4 separate regions of the Mus musculus genome follow, and all the other regions are linked to region 1. A link is a contact called in public promoter capture Hi-C data. All regions are on one chromosome and are shown on one strand. Each heading gives the region's core, a stretch centred on a gene start, on an enhancer-like site or on the middle of the called end of the contact. The rest is flanking DNA. Distances are from core to core; before and after follow the strand shown.

Region 1 (3,044 bases), core at 358-2,857:
TGAGAGAGAGAGGAGGGGTGTGGGTAGGGAGTAGTCCTTGACAGCAAGCTATTGCTAGGTCACTGTTGGGAGGGACATAGAGTTGTCTGTAAGCCAACAAGGGCGGTAAGAAAGGCTTCATTGGGAGTGGCTATGATCAGCGGGCATTGCTGCTTTGTTGCATTGTTATGAGCTTCTCAAAAATTAAAGGAAGGGGCTGGAGCGATGGCTCAGTGATTAAGAGCACTGACTGCTCTTCCTGAGTTCAATTCCCAGTGGTTCACAACCATCTGTTTGTTTGTTTATTTGCTTTCGAGACACTTTCTCTATGTAACAGAGGCCTGGCAGCCCTGGACTCACTTAGACAACTAGGCTGACATTAAACTCATAGAAATCCCCCTGCCTCTGCCTCCTCTGCCTCCTCTGCCTCCTCTGTCTCTGCCTCTGCCTCCTCTGCCTCCTCTGCCTCTGCCTCTGCCTCTGCCTCTGCCTCTGCCTCTGCCTCTGCCTCTGCCTCTGCCTCTGCCTCTGCCTCTGCCTCTGCCTCTGCCTCTGCCTCTTGAGTGCTGAGATTAAAAGTGTGAGTCACCAAGCCAGGCTGAATCACACCCCCCCCCGCCCCCCCACGTCTTGGCCAAGCTTGTGAAGTGAGATAACAGCGCCCATTGGCAGATGTCTGTACCTTAGATTTTCTGAAGGACCTCTCATTCTTAGCCCACTTGGTCTGCTTCTCTCTCTCTTTTCTAATTATTTGATTATTTATTATAGTGTCTCATTGTGTAGTTTAGGCTGATGTCCAGCTCTCTATCCATGCTTGATATCTTGTTTCTTGTCTTTCACCAATTTCCTTAGCGTGCAGGGTTCTGATATTCTCAGGGTCGGCAAATCCTTCCAAAAGTCTAGGAGGGGGCCTCACTTTTGCAAATATAAAGATGACAAGTATATTGTGTGTGAGTGTGTGTGTGGCCCGATTCATACGATGTGCACTAAAGACACATCTGCCTGTTGGTTCCTTCCCATTTCCGGTGTAGAGGGCCAGACAGTGGCCACTGGGCAAGCACTTTTCCGGAAGCTGGTTGGGACCGGTGGAAGATCGGGTTGGCACTTATTGCTGGCTGAGGCAATTAAGCAGGGGCGAAGGAGCCAGTCGCAGGACTGGCTGTACGGAATTACAGAGACTCTGCCCTGCGTCCGAATATTTGGTTTCCAGCATCTTATCGCTGTGTCCTTCCAGTACTCAGGCGCATGGCAGAGCCAGGATGGGGTGTACAGAGACCAATATTGTTTTTGTTGTTTGTTTGTTTTCGTTTTCTTCTTCTTCTTTTTTTTTTTTTCTCGAGACGAGACAGGGTTTTTTTGTGTAGCTTTCATTGTCCTGAAACTTTCTTTGTAGACCAAGCTGGCCTCGAACTCAGAGATTCTCCTGCCTCTGCCTCCTGACTGTTAGGATTAAAGGCGTGCGCTATCACTTCCCGGCACAGATACAAATCTTATCTGCAGTCGGACTTGCATAGGACTATGATTTGCGAGGAGGAGGTGACATTTCCCCCTCAAACAAGTCTTTATAGAATGCTCCAGTTCACAGAAGCGAAACTGAATGTTTTTGGCCTATAGAGGCTCCCGTAGCGAGGGGGCGGAGCCCGGAAGGAGCAGGATGGCGGCGCTGGACAGTGACAGCGACGAGGATCTGATCAGCTATGGAACGGGCCTGGAGCCTCTGGACGAAGGTGCGGGTCCGATGGCCGGCGGTGTCTGAAGGGCGCAGGCTGAGAGTCCAGCACGTGGGCGACAGCGACATCTCGTCCTGGGTCTGGGCTCGCTCGCTGTGGGCACAGGGAACACGCTGGAGAGGCTTGTGCACTGCACTTGGGCGCCGCGTTCTCGGGGGGCAGAGAAGGACGCGGAGGGCTGGGAGATGCAGGAATGACTAGGCAACATGGGTATGATGGAGGGCGGTCAGTCAGTCTCTTGTCCCGAGGCAACGTTTGCACCCGTCCTTGAAAGTAAAAGAAACCAGACCTGGAAAATCTGGGGAGAAACACTTGAGATAGGAAATCCCTTAAAGTGGCAGACAGCTTAGCAGTCTAGGGATAGTCAGGATTCGTGTGGGTGGCCCTTGCCATGGTAAGGAATCTGGAGTGTGTGTGTCCCTGAGGAGGGAACCTCGTGCATTCTAGGCTAGTGTGTTACAACTGAGCTACATATCCAACCCCAAGAATTGGAATCTTTCCTTTTTCTGACAGGGTCTCATGTAACCCATGCTGACATCAAACCCCACTTTATAGCCCAGACTGGACTTGAACTCTTGATCCTCCTATTCTTGTGTAACATGTGCTTGGTTTGCAGCTGTGTGCCGTCACACCCAGCCAGGAGTTTGGCTCTTATACTACGGGTATTGGTTCAGTTTACACAAAGAGAAATGCATTTCTTCCCTTTTACTTTTTTTTTGGGGGGGGGGGAACAGGGCCTTGCTAGCTCCACTTGGCTGGACTCACAGTATTTTAGCAGCCTCTGCCTCTCAGGTGCTGGTGTTAAAGGTGTGTAGTGCCATGCCTGGCAGGATGCATGTTTTAACATTATGTTTGCTTTAATTTTGAGAGTAGTTTCCTTGGGGGGTGGGCAGGAATGAAGCAGGGAGACTGTGGTTGTGTGGACTGGAGAGTTAGCAGCAACAGCTGTTGAGTAGGTTTTGCATGGAGCAGACTTGACCGGTGTTGACTGGAGTTGCTCGTGAAATACAGAAATACAGGGGTGAAGGTAAGATGAAGCAAGGCTCTGTGGCGTTTCCGGTCTGTTTCACTTAATGACTAGGTTTATCTACTGGGTGTCCATACCGCTGATGGGAGTGCTAACATTGTGGGGAAGATAGAGGAGTCACAGTGGTGGACCAGAAGTTACCTGTAGACTTTTGTTGGTGAGGCTTCCCCCCACTGCCGCCTCCTGCTTCCCATCCTGACCTGTTGGCTATACCTCTGAGACATTTTCACTGAGACTCTTACTGCCTTTTTTTTTTTTTTGTTTTGTTTTGTTCCATTTTTTATTAGGTATTTAGCTCTTACTGCCTT
Region 2 (3,044 bases), core at 241-2,740, 220 kb before region 1:
GCATAGCAACTCCTCACTCTGAACCATCTACCTAGCCACACTTTTCTTTTTCTTGTCTTTTCGCCCCACTGATGCTTATGAGGCAGGTCAGGCTTGCTGGTCATCAAGTCCCATGGATCTGCCTGTTTCTGTTTCTTCCTTTCCGGCACTGAGACTGACTGCATCACCAAACATAGCTTTTTAAAAATGGAATCTAGGGATCAAACTCACATCTTCATATGAATGTGGCAACAAGCGCTTTGCACATTGAATGATCTCTCTAGCATCAAGCTTACTTTTAAAACTGGATGCACATTGTTTCCTAAACACATGATCCCCTCCGTCCCCTCCTAGTTCCACACGTTCTTGAAACCGGAAGTCTCTTTGTTGCCATCCTAATTCCCTACCAGTAGATGACTACAATTGAATACAAACTCAAGCATTTTTTTTTTCCCCAAAATTCAACCATCAAAGAATTCATTTGTAAAATTATTTGGGTCGGCAGAGTCATGGTTCCTTTAATTCCACTTCTTGTTTGTTGCTGATGCGCAAGACAGCACTGATAGCTAACCCTCCCTGTGCTTCTGTGTCTTTTGTTTCAATGTAATCACATGTAACTTAGAACCACTATGTCTGTCTCAGGATACAAGATCAGAAAATAGGAGTTAAAAACCCCCTCTGAGGGCTGGTGAGATGGCTCAGTGGTTAAGAGCGCCGACTGCTCTTCCAAAGGTCCTGATTTCAAATCCCAGCAACCACATGGTGGCTCACAACCATCCATAACGAAATCTGATGCCCTCTTCTGGAGTGTCTGAAGACAGCTACAGTGTACTTACATATAATAAATAAATAAATAAATAAATAAATAAATAAATATTTAAAAAAAAAAAACCTATGACCAGGCAGTGATGGCACATGCCTTAATACGGAGGCAGAGGCAGGCAGATTTCTGAGTTCAAGGTCAGCCTGGTCTACAGAGTGAGTTCCAGGACAGCCACATCCAGGGCACAGCCACATCCAGGGCTATACAGAGAAACCCTGCCTCGAAAAACAAACAAACAAACCTATGCTGCCACAATAACGTACAAGTGTGGGTAGAACCTGGCTCAGGAGGTGGGGTCTTTTCCAGAATGTGGTCCGGTGGAAATGATGCCAGGAAGACACAAAATCTGGGTGGCTGATTAGAACACCCTGTGATGGTTGCAAGCCAAAGTCAGATATTGATATAGGAGAGGCCCATAAGTGCTATGACAGAGGATGCAAGCTGGTCCAAGGGGAGTGGAGAGCAGGGTTTCCTGCCAGGCAATACTGCTAAAGACTTGGCTTGCATGCAGTCACTCCATGGGGGGGAGGGAGGGGAACACAAGTAAAACCCCATACAGGTTGCACCATGCATCCTTCCTAGCCCTGTAGTTCACCGCCCAGCCTGAGGGTGGCGCAGTGCGCAGCCAGGCCATTATCCAGGCCGTTGGTGCGCATGTGCTTTCTAGCCTTCTGGAGCCCTGTGCGCAGGAGCGTGGTGAGCGCCGGCCGTTAGGAGTGCGTGCATGCTAGGGGCTTACGAAGGCTGGTGGTGCAGAGGCTCCCAGGCCAGGTCTTTTTGTCGGTGGTGAGGGACGCTCACTCTCACTCCGCGTGCTGTCTCCCCGTCTGTGTGCTGTGATCTCCTCTGTGAGAGAAGGGCCAGGATGTTCGAGGTCCTGGTGCTGAAGGTGAGGAGTGCCCGAGGCCTTCCTCGAGCAGCTTCCCCACGTGCGGCTGCCATCTTGGGGGCCCCAAAACTCGGGTGCCGTAGGCTTGCGTTCCGATTAAGTGAGTGACGCAGATGCATTCCCTGGTTGCAGATGGGGTGGCAAAATGTTAATATACTTCAATTATCCAGTATATGAACTGACCTCAGTGGAGCATGCAGGAAAATAAATCACAGTGAGTTCTGGGCCAGCCTGGGCTACATAGTGAGACCCTGTCTAACAAACATCACCTCCCCAAATGAAATATTCATTGGGGAACCGATCAGTTACAATTAAATTTATTCTGTAAACTTAGGCCTTGTAACCTTGGTATGGTCACTTATTTTAAAATTTACGTGTGTGTGTGTGTGTGTGTGTGTGTGTTATCCCTGTGGGAGTGCCTGTGCCATGGCACACATGCAGAGGGCAACAGATCTGAGGATTGAATTCAGGTAGGTAGGCCTGTTGGCAATCACCTTTTCCTGACTCCTCCTACAGGTCCCGCTTATTTTAACAAATGCATTTAATTTTAGTTGCTTAACTCTGTAGCCCTGGCTTGCTTGGTACTCGATATAGAGACCAAGCTGGCCTTGAACTTAACAGAGATCAACCTGCCTTTTTGCCTCTCCAGTGCTGGGATCAAAGTTGTGCACTACTGTATCCAGCATGTCAAGCATCATTAAAGATTTTATTTTATTTATTTTTTTTTTTGGTTTTTCGAGACAGGGTTTCTCTGTATAGCCCTGGCTGTCCTGGAACTCACTTTGTAGACCAGGCTGGCCTCGAACTCAGAAATCCACCTGCCTCTGCCTCTGCTGGGATTAAAGGCAGGCGCCACCATGCCTGGCTAAAGATTTTATTTTTATTTTTAATTTTTATTTTTTTAACTATGAATCTTTTTAAAAAGATTTATTTATTTATTATTTATTTATTATATGTTAGTACACTGTAGCTGTCTTCAGACACTCCAGAAGAGGGTATCAGATTTCGTTAGGCTTATGGTCTAAAAGCAATGTTCAAGATTTAGAGGGAAGATCTGGGATGTATAAACGTGAATTCTGGGAGATAGGGGCAGAGCTTGTCTCATCGAAGCCAAGGGTCACCAGGTTGTAAAACCACATCATTCTTGGCAGTCCAGGAGGAGCAGCTGTGCACCTCGTTCCATTGAATAGGTAAGCTGTGTGTTTAACCTTTCGGCTTCTTCAGTGTTTATCTGTGTGGACAAGACCTTTGTTCTTCCCTCTACAGAGAAGTGATTTTCTCCCATTCTGTGATGTGCTGGTTGCTCATAGTTGACACAACCTAGAATTGATCATCTGGGAAGAGCATCTCAAT
Region 3 (3,044 bases), core at 160-2,659, 180 kb before region 1:
AAAAAAATCTTATATAACAACTGGTTAGCTGACAACACAGTGGACGGAAAACTGGTCGTGGGTCTAGAGTCCCTTTGCTGCCTAGTTGGATACAGCTGTATGATAAGGCTCACCCCATGAACAGCACGGTGGCTGTGCAGGGTGAGTAAGCACAGGCCACAGCAAGCACAGCTTAGCAGCGTACAAGGTTGGAGAAAGTCAAGAGTAGTTCTCCAAAGTCTCTGACTATACCCCTGTCCTCGTTAAGATGCACATGGTAACATCAAAGGATCCACAGGAGAGCTGTAGTTCTGGGGGAAATTGCTGTGTGCTTTGTTTAGGCCACTTAGGGAACAAATCAGCAGCAGGAATAAGATGGTGGAGATTCCCCCTTCACACGGATCACAGGCTCACCTTTCCTCTGAGTTCAGTGATGGATTTTCTTCTGGAATTTAGGGCACATTGCTGATAGGGTTAGAATTACTGACATTGAATATGGTCTTGGAGCAGGACTAGAAGAAAACAGAGAGACAGAAAAACAACTAGAATTCCTGAGACTGAAGAAGGGCCCTGCCTCTCATTTCTTTGATATGCCAGAGGCGTCTTGATTAGGAGTTCTGATAGCTACATTTGCTGTGCAGTTCAGTATCTAGGCTATCCTCAGCCTGATAGAGGAGGGGAAGAGCAAGAAATCTCCAGAGTCCTGCTTCCAGCACTCAGTTGCTTTGGACTCAGTTTCTAGAAGTAAACCAGTTTCACTAGCAGAGAGGCTGCGGCCAGCCCGGCATGGTTTCACAGTCAGTGCTGAGCCCCGTTCTCACAGAAGCAAGCGTGTCTGGGTAGGTGAAGTGCTTCCTTACCACTACTTTTTACAGATTTCCAGAAAATTGTTATGTTTGTGGGTTAAACAATTGGAGAAAAGCTTGCCGCCCAGTCCCAGCCTTGTTTTGAAGCAGTGAGTAGGATTTGTTCTTCTGTCAAATCCTCCTCCAAGGATGGTTTGGGGAGACTGCAGAAATATAAACAGGAAAGTACGTTGTCAGTTCAAGACTAACTGCTTTAAACAGGATAAAACAATGTAAAAGAGAGTGCCATGTCAGACTTAAATGAAACATTTAAACTCTCAGTAGCAAGAGATGCTAGCCAAGAGACACTGCAGTTGGGGTAAGTATTACAACTCTGAGGCTCCCAGAGAGCCTTGGGATGCTAGCTGAGAGCTGTCCCTTGCAAAGGAAGTCTGCAGGTCAGGAGGACCAGGAGGAGCAGTCTTCTGTCTCCATGGGGTCTCTAGAATAGCAGGTCTTCAAGCCAGGAATCTCTGAAGCTACAGATCAGGAAGATGGAGTGGCGGAAATCTGAAGCAGTGGGTTTTGGAAGCTGAAAGCAGCTTCAGGGAAGACCTTCCTTCCACAGCCCTGCAGAGGGCAGTGAGTGTTAGAGGCTGCGGCAGGAATGAGTCCCTATGGCTGGTAGCTCAGGGTTGCAGCCTCACTCAGTCTGTACCTGGCTAGTCTTGAAGACAGACTGATGAGCGAGCCAGCTGGGAAACAGGGGCCCCTGGGGCTAGGCTGGGGGTGGGGGTCTTCTCCTCTTCTTCTGTAAGAGCCTAAGCAGCTCTGACTTGGAAGCCCCAGCACACCGAATTTATATAACTACCCTCTTGCTCCCGATTGGTTGGATGTGAGGAGATGAGAAATAGGACCACCAGGAAAGAGATGTAGGCCTGGTGGAGGGAGAACACAGGTTCCCAGGCGGCTGCCTTTGCAGGAATAGGGAACTAGTAAGGAAACTCCTGGTCGTTCCTGGCTACTCCAGCAGTTCTTGGAGGCTGCCTGCTGCTTTCTGGCTTCTTCCTTCCACCAGGGATTTCACTCTGTTTGAGTTTAGGAGCTTTTTGTTTTGTGGGTTTTTGGTTTTGTTGTTTGTTTTATTTTGTTTTTGTTACTGTTGTTGTTTGGTTTCTGTTTTTATTTCTTTAGCAGCTACTCCTGCTAAAGGGGTGGGCAGGGCACACAGACAAGGACAGGACCCTGACCCCCAACAGTTTTTCTGTGTCTTGCAGTGGAGGCATGTGGTTTTCTCAGCAACAGGGGCTTATTATCTAGGTTCTAGTGGTCAACCAATAGCATTGGGAATTGCCTGTATTAACTTGTGAATAAATCTTTTAATGTGTTTTGGTCTCCAGTGGGTCTAGCCAGAGGCCGAATGAGAAGCCACTGCGGTTGACTGAAAAGAAAGACTGTGACGAGAAGAACGGCTGTGTAAAGTAAGGCTGGGTTTGTTTGTTTGTTTGGGCTGAATTAGTTCGTTTGCTTGGTTTCTCTTTTCCCTGACTTGAATTGTTTATTGAAATAATTGTATAAAACGATAAGCACGAATTTACCTTTAATGTTGTTGACTTCAAACCTCCAGTCCCATAAGACAGTAAATATTCAGGAAGTCCCCTGTAGGTTTGTAAGCTCTGTCAGGGTGGTCAGGTTAAATCCCCATCATTCTGGTGGAAGGGATCACCCTTACCCTGATTCCTGCAGTGAGGTGGGCAGGGTTTAAACGGTGCTTGATACAGTCTTATCCGTCTTACAGCTATTCATTTTGATGGGTGATGCTTGCTTTCCTTCCCAGTTTTCTGATGTTAAATGGGTCCACCTCCTCCTCTCTCACAGCAAAGTAATTTTATTTTATTCTTGTTTAATTCACAAAACTGGTTCATACCCAAGCTCTGATTTTTGGGAGGCAGAGGCAGGTGGATTTCTGAGTTCGAGGCCAGCCTGGTCTACAGAGTGAGCTCCAGGACAGCCAGGGCTACACAGAGAAACCCTGTCACAAAAAACAAAAAAAACAACAAAAAATTATTTATTTTATGTATGTGAGTACACTGTTGCTCTCTTAAGACACACCAGAAGAGGACATCAGATACCATTACAGATGTTTGTGAGCCACCATGTGTGTACTGGGAATTGAACTTAGGACCACTGGAAGAGCAGTTAGTGCTCTTGACCACTGAGCCATCTCTCCAGCCTCTCTGAATTTTTTATTTTTTTTTATGCTAGATGCTACCTGCTTAA
Region 4 (3,044 bases), core at 220-2,719, 130 kb after region 1:
CCACAGGCTCGGTCCTTTCTATTATCAGACAGTCAGGGGGGCTGGAGGGACATCAGGACCAGTCCCTGGGAGATAAGCATTCTAGAAGGAAGAAGGCAGGTGGTGGAATTCTCTGGAGCTGGGTTCAGGGGTGACTCTGGGTAGGAGTGCAGGGGATACCCAAGAGACACTACATCTCTCCAGCTGGAGTTTCTCATGGAAGGGCACAGAGCAGAAGGTAAAGATCACACACACACACACACACACACACACACACTTCAGCCTTTCTCTATCTCCAGGGGTCAAAGGGCAGAAAGAGAGCTATTTGGCTGCATCCCTACTGTGTGCCACTTCCTACTGGCTGGGAAAGGGGACAATCAAGACCCCAATTACTGCTCTTTTAGACCCCCAACTCCTGGGCACAGGGAATCAGAAAAGGCCCCGCCCAAGAGGTCTAGTCCAGTTCTCCTTCAGGAGTCAAGGGACAGACAGAGGTGGGGTTGCTGCCCAACCCTGTCCCCGGGGCATTCTACCTATGCAAAAAGCACCATCTGTAGGAAGAGCGAGAGGGGCCAGGCCATGAGAGCACCCATTCAGATGCCACCAGATCACGAGAGTGCTCACTTGGATCCCAGGGCTGAGTGGGTGCTCTCCTGGAGGCTTGGTCTGCTCCTGGCTACTTCGCTACCTCTCCTCGGATTCTGTGGCCACCTCTGCCAGGAAGGTCAGCTTCGTGGCCTTTAACCCTTGCTTTAGACTCTACCCGGCCATTTACCTTCCTGCTTTCCAAGAACAGATGGCTTCACTTCCCTGGCACTTGAATCTGGCACACAGTAGGGATGCACACAGGCTGCCCTGCAGCCCAGAACTTGCCACTCAAGCCAGGCCTAGCAATTATTTCCGTTTCCTAGGTGGGAACAGGGGACTTGCCTTGGTAAAGCCCCTCAGCTGAGTGAAGGCCAGGGGAGGGTTGCAGCAAGGAAAGCCCCCACCCGAACCCCCACCCCCTTCCAGGCGCAAATTTTCAGAGAGGTTGGGGAGGTGAGGGCAAGAAGTTTTGTGACTGGTTTGCCAGGTTCTGTTCCGAATGGGGTCAAGTGTATTCTCCAGCTATGGCAGCAGGTGCTCGAAGGGTTCCTTTGCCCCTGTGGTCTTATGGTCTTCGTGAGGGAGGAACATAAAGGGGTTCCCCCAGTACTTCCACGCTATGTACGCCCTACTCACCGATGATGATGGTGCAAGCGCTCACCAGCCCGATCTCTTTCTTGAGTGCCACCCGCTCCGAGGCGCCCGGGCCGGGACCAGGGCCCGGGGAAGGCGAGGGCGCAGGGCCGGGGTTCCCGTGCCCGCCTGGCTGTTGTATGTGGCTTGCCATGTCGCTGTCCCGCCTCATCCCAGTTCCCTGCGCTACCCCGTCTGTCCGGCCCGCAGCCAGTCCTCCGTCGGTCGGTTCGTCTGTCGGTGCGCTCGCGGCCCTCGCAGCCCGGGACAGCGCCCACAGGCGGGCGCATGCGCTGGCACGGGGCCCGGGCCCCCGGGGGCCCCCGGGCGGCTGGATCCAGGGAGGGACGGAAGGAGGGACGGCCGGCAGCCCCCTCCCCCACCGCCCTTAAAGGGAACTCCCCCTTCCCCCCCACCCCCAACCCTAGTCAGGGGAGACAGGAGGGGACTGGGATCAGACTTAGAAAGGACTTCCTAGTTGAGTGAACGAAGGGGCTACACCCAGACTTGGGTGAGGTGGGGGAGAAGAGCTCAAAGACCAGGCTGTCCCTGCGCTCAAGGAGTGTGAGCAAGACGTGCTGGGGTAGGCGGTGCTGCATGCCCCAGCCTGTACTTTCTAAATCCCTCAAGCCCCATTTGTGAAGGGTGGGCATTGCACAGGTTGAAAACCACCGCCTAGCGGCAATTAGCCTGACAGTGGCACGGTCTCCATGAAGACTTTTTGATAGCTCCCTGGCCTCTAGGCGGTCCTGACTGAGTCATTTGGGATGAATGGAGACTGTCCTTAAAACAATTCTGAAGGCAAAAGGCTTGAGAAGAGTTGAAGATAAGGAGACCCCAGTGGGGCCCCGGGCATCCTGGGAGTTTGGGACAGTCCCCATCACCATCAAATCTATCCCTGCCTCAGCATCCCCTAATTCCTCTTCGGGTCCAGCCTTAGGTCCCCACCGCAGACTCCTCTACACAGGTCAGTCAGGGCACAGTGGACTGGGACTTTGGCCCAGGCCGTCTAGCATGGCTCAAGGTGACCAGACCGCTGGAAGTGCCAGAGAGACGGGAAGAGAACAATTGTGGTAGCAAGGAGGTATCGGGCCCAGGATCCTGGGAAGCCTGCCTCCTCCCGGAAGCCATTGGGCGGTGCAGCCCAGATCGCGGGGCAAATTCATGCGCGGGTGGTGCGAGGGAGCAGGGCCGCGTCGGGGCCACCGGGGCGGCGGGCGGAGCGAGGCTGGCACGGTGTGGCCGACGGCGGAACAGCTTTTGTGTGTTGCTGGCGATAGCTGCGTCGCGCCGTCCCCTGCATGAGGATGAGGCCACTCGGGGCCACCGGTCCTTCCCCCGATCGCGGCCTCAGAGTTTGCTGGGGAAGGGCAGGGAGGACCCGAGATGGGACGAGTTCAGGAGCCCAAGAGCCTGGGCTGGGGGCGGAGCACGGAGGTGGGGTCTTGGCCAGGGCCTGGTACTTCGAAATTGGGGCGGGGACTTGATAAATAGAAGAGGGAGGACTCTGGGGGGACCAGGAGGGGGAAGCCACTCGGCAGAGCTTCATCCTTCGCACTCCCGACGAAGCCCAACATTCTTGGCGACCTCTGCCTCCCGCCCCAGAGACGATAAGCTGAACGTGGCAAGACTCTCTTAAAGGAACCTCGTGCGGTGCTGGGTCAGGCTGGGGTGGGCTGGGATAGGGGAGAGCGGTCCTGATACCCAGGACACTCATGAGTGTTGCAGGTAGTAAGGACCTGAGAGGCTTGACTTTCTGATTTGACTAGCGACTCCGTTGTCTTTGCAATGCCAAGGTCGCCTGGGTTAGGGTCCAGCCAGAAGGATTTCCCCTGAGGCTCTTT

What was found. Promoter capture Hi-C pulls out the DNA fragments that hold promoters and counts their contacts.
Region 2: a contact with region 1 is called in a promoter capture Hi-C map of the HPC-7 cell line. The contact joins the promoter of Tdrd12 here to the promoter of Gpatch1 in region 1. A contact is called at or near these places in 6 of 39 promoter capture datasets (the C10 cell line, the HPC-7 cell line, embryonic stem cells and 2 more), 1 of 115 datasets of contacts at active chromatin or transcription factors (embryonic stem cells) and 2 of 9 other capture datasets (liver and pancreatic islet).
Region 3: a promoter capture Hi-C map of hippocampal neurons shows a contact between it and region 1, with 3 times the contacts expected there. The contact joins the enhancer-like site here to the promoter of Gpatch1 in region 1. A contact is called at or near these places in 1 of 39 promoter capture datasets (hippocampal neurons), 3 of 484 Hi-C or Micro-C datasets (cardiomyocytes and nephron progenitors), 3 of 115 datasets of contacts at active chromatin or transcription factors (embryonic stem cells and epiblast stem cells) and 2 of 9 other capture datasets (liver and pancreatic islet).
Region 4: a contact with region 1 is called in a promoter capture Hi-C map of embryonic stem cells. The contact joins the promoter of Slc7a10 here to the promoter of Gpatch1 in region 1. A contact is called at or near these places in 2 of 39 promoter capture datasets (the 3T3-L1 cell line and embryonic stem cells) and 1 of 115 datasets of contacts at active chromatin or transcription factors (embryonic stem cells).

The regions. Positions count from the first base shown.
Region 1 is chr7:35,317,003-35,320,046 of GRCm38.p6, reverse strand. Gpatch1 (G patch domain containing 1) reads left to right here and starts at 1,607. Exons shown (of 20, transcript NM_026181.1): 1 at 1,607-1,706. The coding sequence starts at 1,634.
Region 2 is chr7:35,536,161-35,539,204 of GRCm38.p6, reverse strand. Tdrd12 (tudor domain containing 12) reads left to right here and starts at 1,490. Exons shown (of 31, transcript NM_001368387.1): 1 at 1,490-1,691. The coding sequence starts at 1,668.
Region 3 is chr7:35,500,591-35,503,634 of GRCm38.p6, reverse strand. Tdrd12 (tudor domain containing 12) reads left to right here. Exons shown (of 31, transcript NM_001368387.1): 10 at 2,165-2,245. Among named protein-coding and RNA genes, the nearest start is that of Tdrd12, 36 kb to the left of the region's middle. Within about 2 kb of position 1,409, at least 10 of the 459 cell types and tissues checked have an H3K27ac peak or open chromatin away from gene starts, as enhancers often do. A contact at or near this core is called in epiblast stem cells and hippocampal neurons, where this site is marked.
Region 4 is chr7:35,184,810-35,187,853 of GRCm38.p6, reverse strand. Slc7a10 (solute carrier family 7 (cationic amino acid transporter, y+ system), member 10) reads right to left here and starts at 1,469. Exons shown (of 11, transcript NM_017394.4): 1 at 1,204-1,469. The coding sequence starts at 1,372. Gm38988 (a long non-coding RNA gene) reads left to right here and starts at 2,897. Exons shown (of 4, transcript XR_003946743.1): 1 at 2,897-3,044.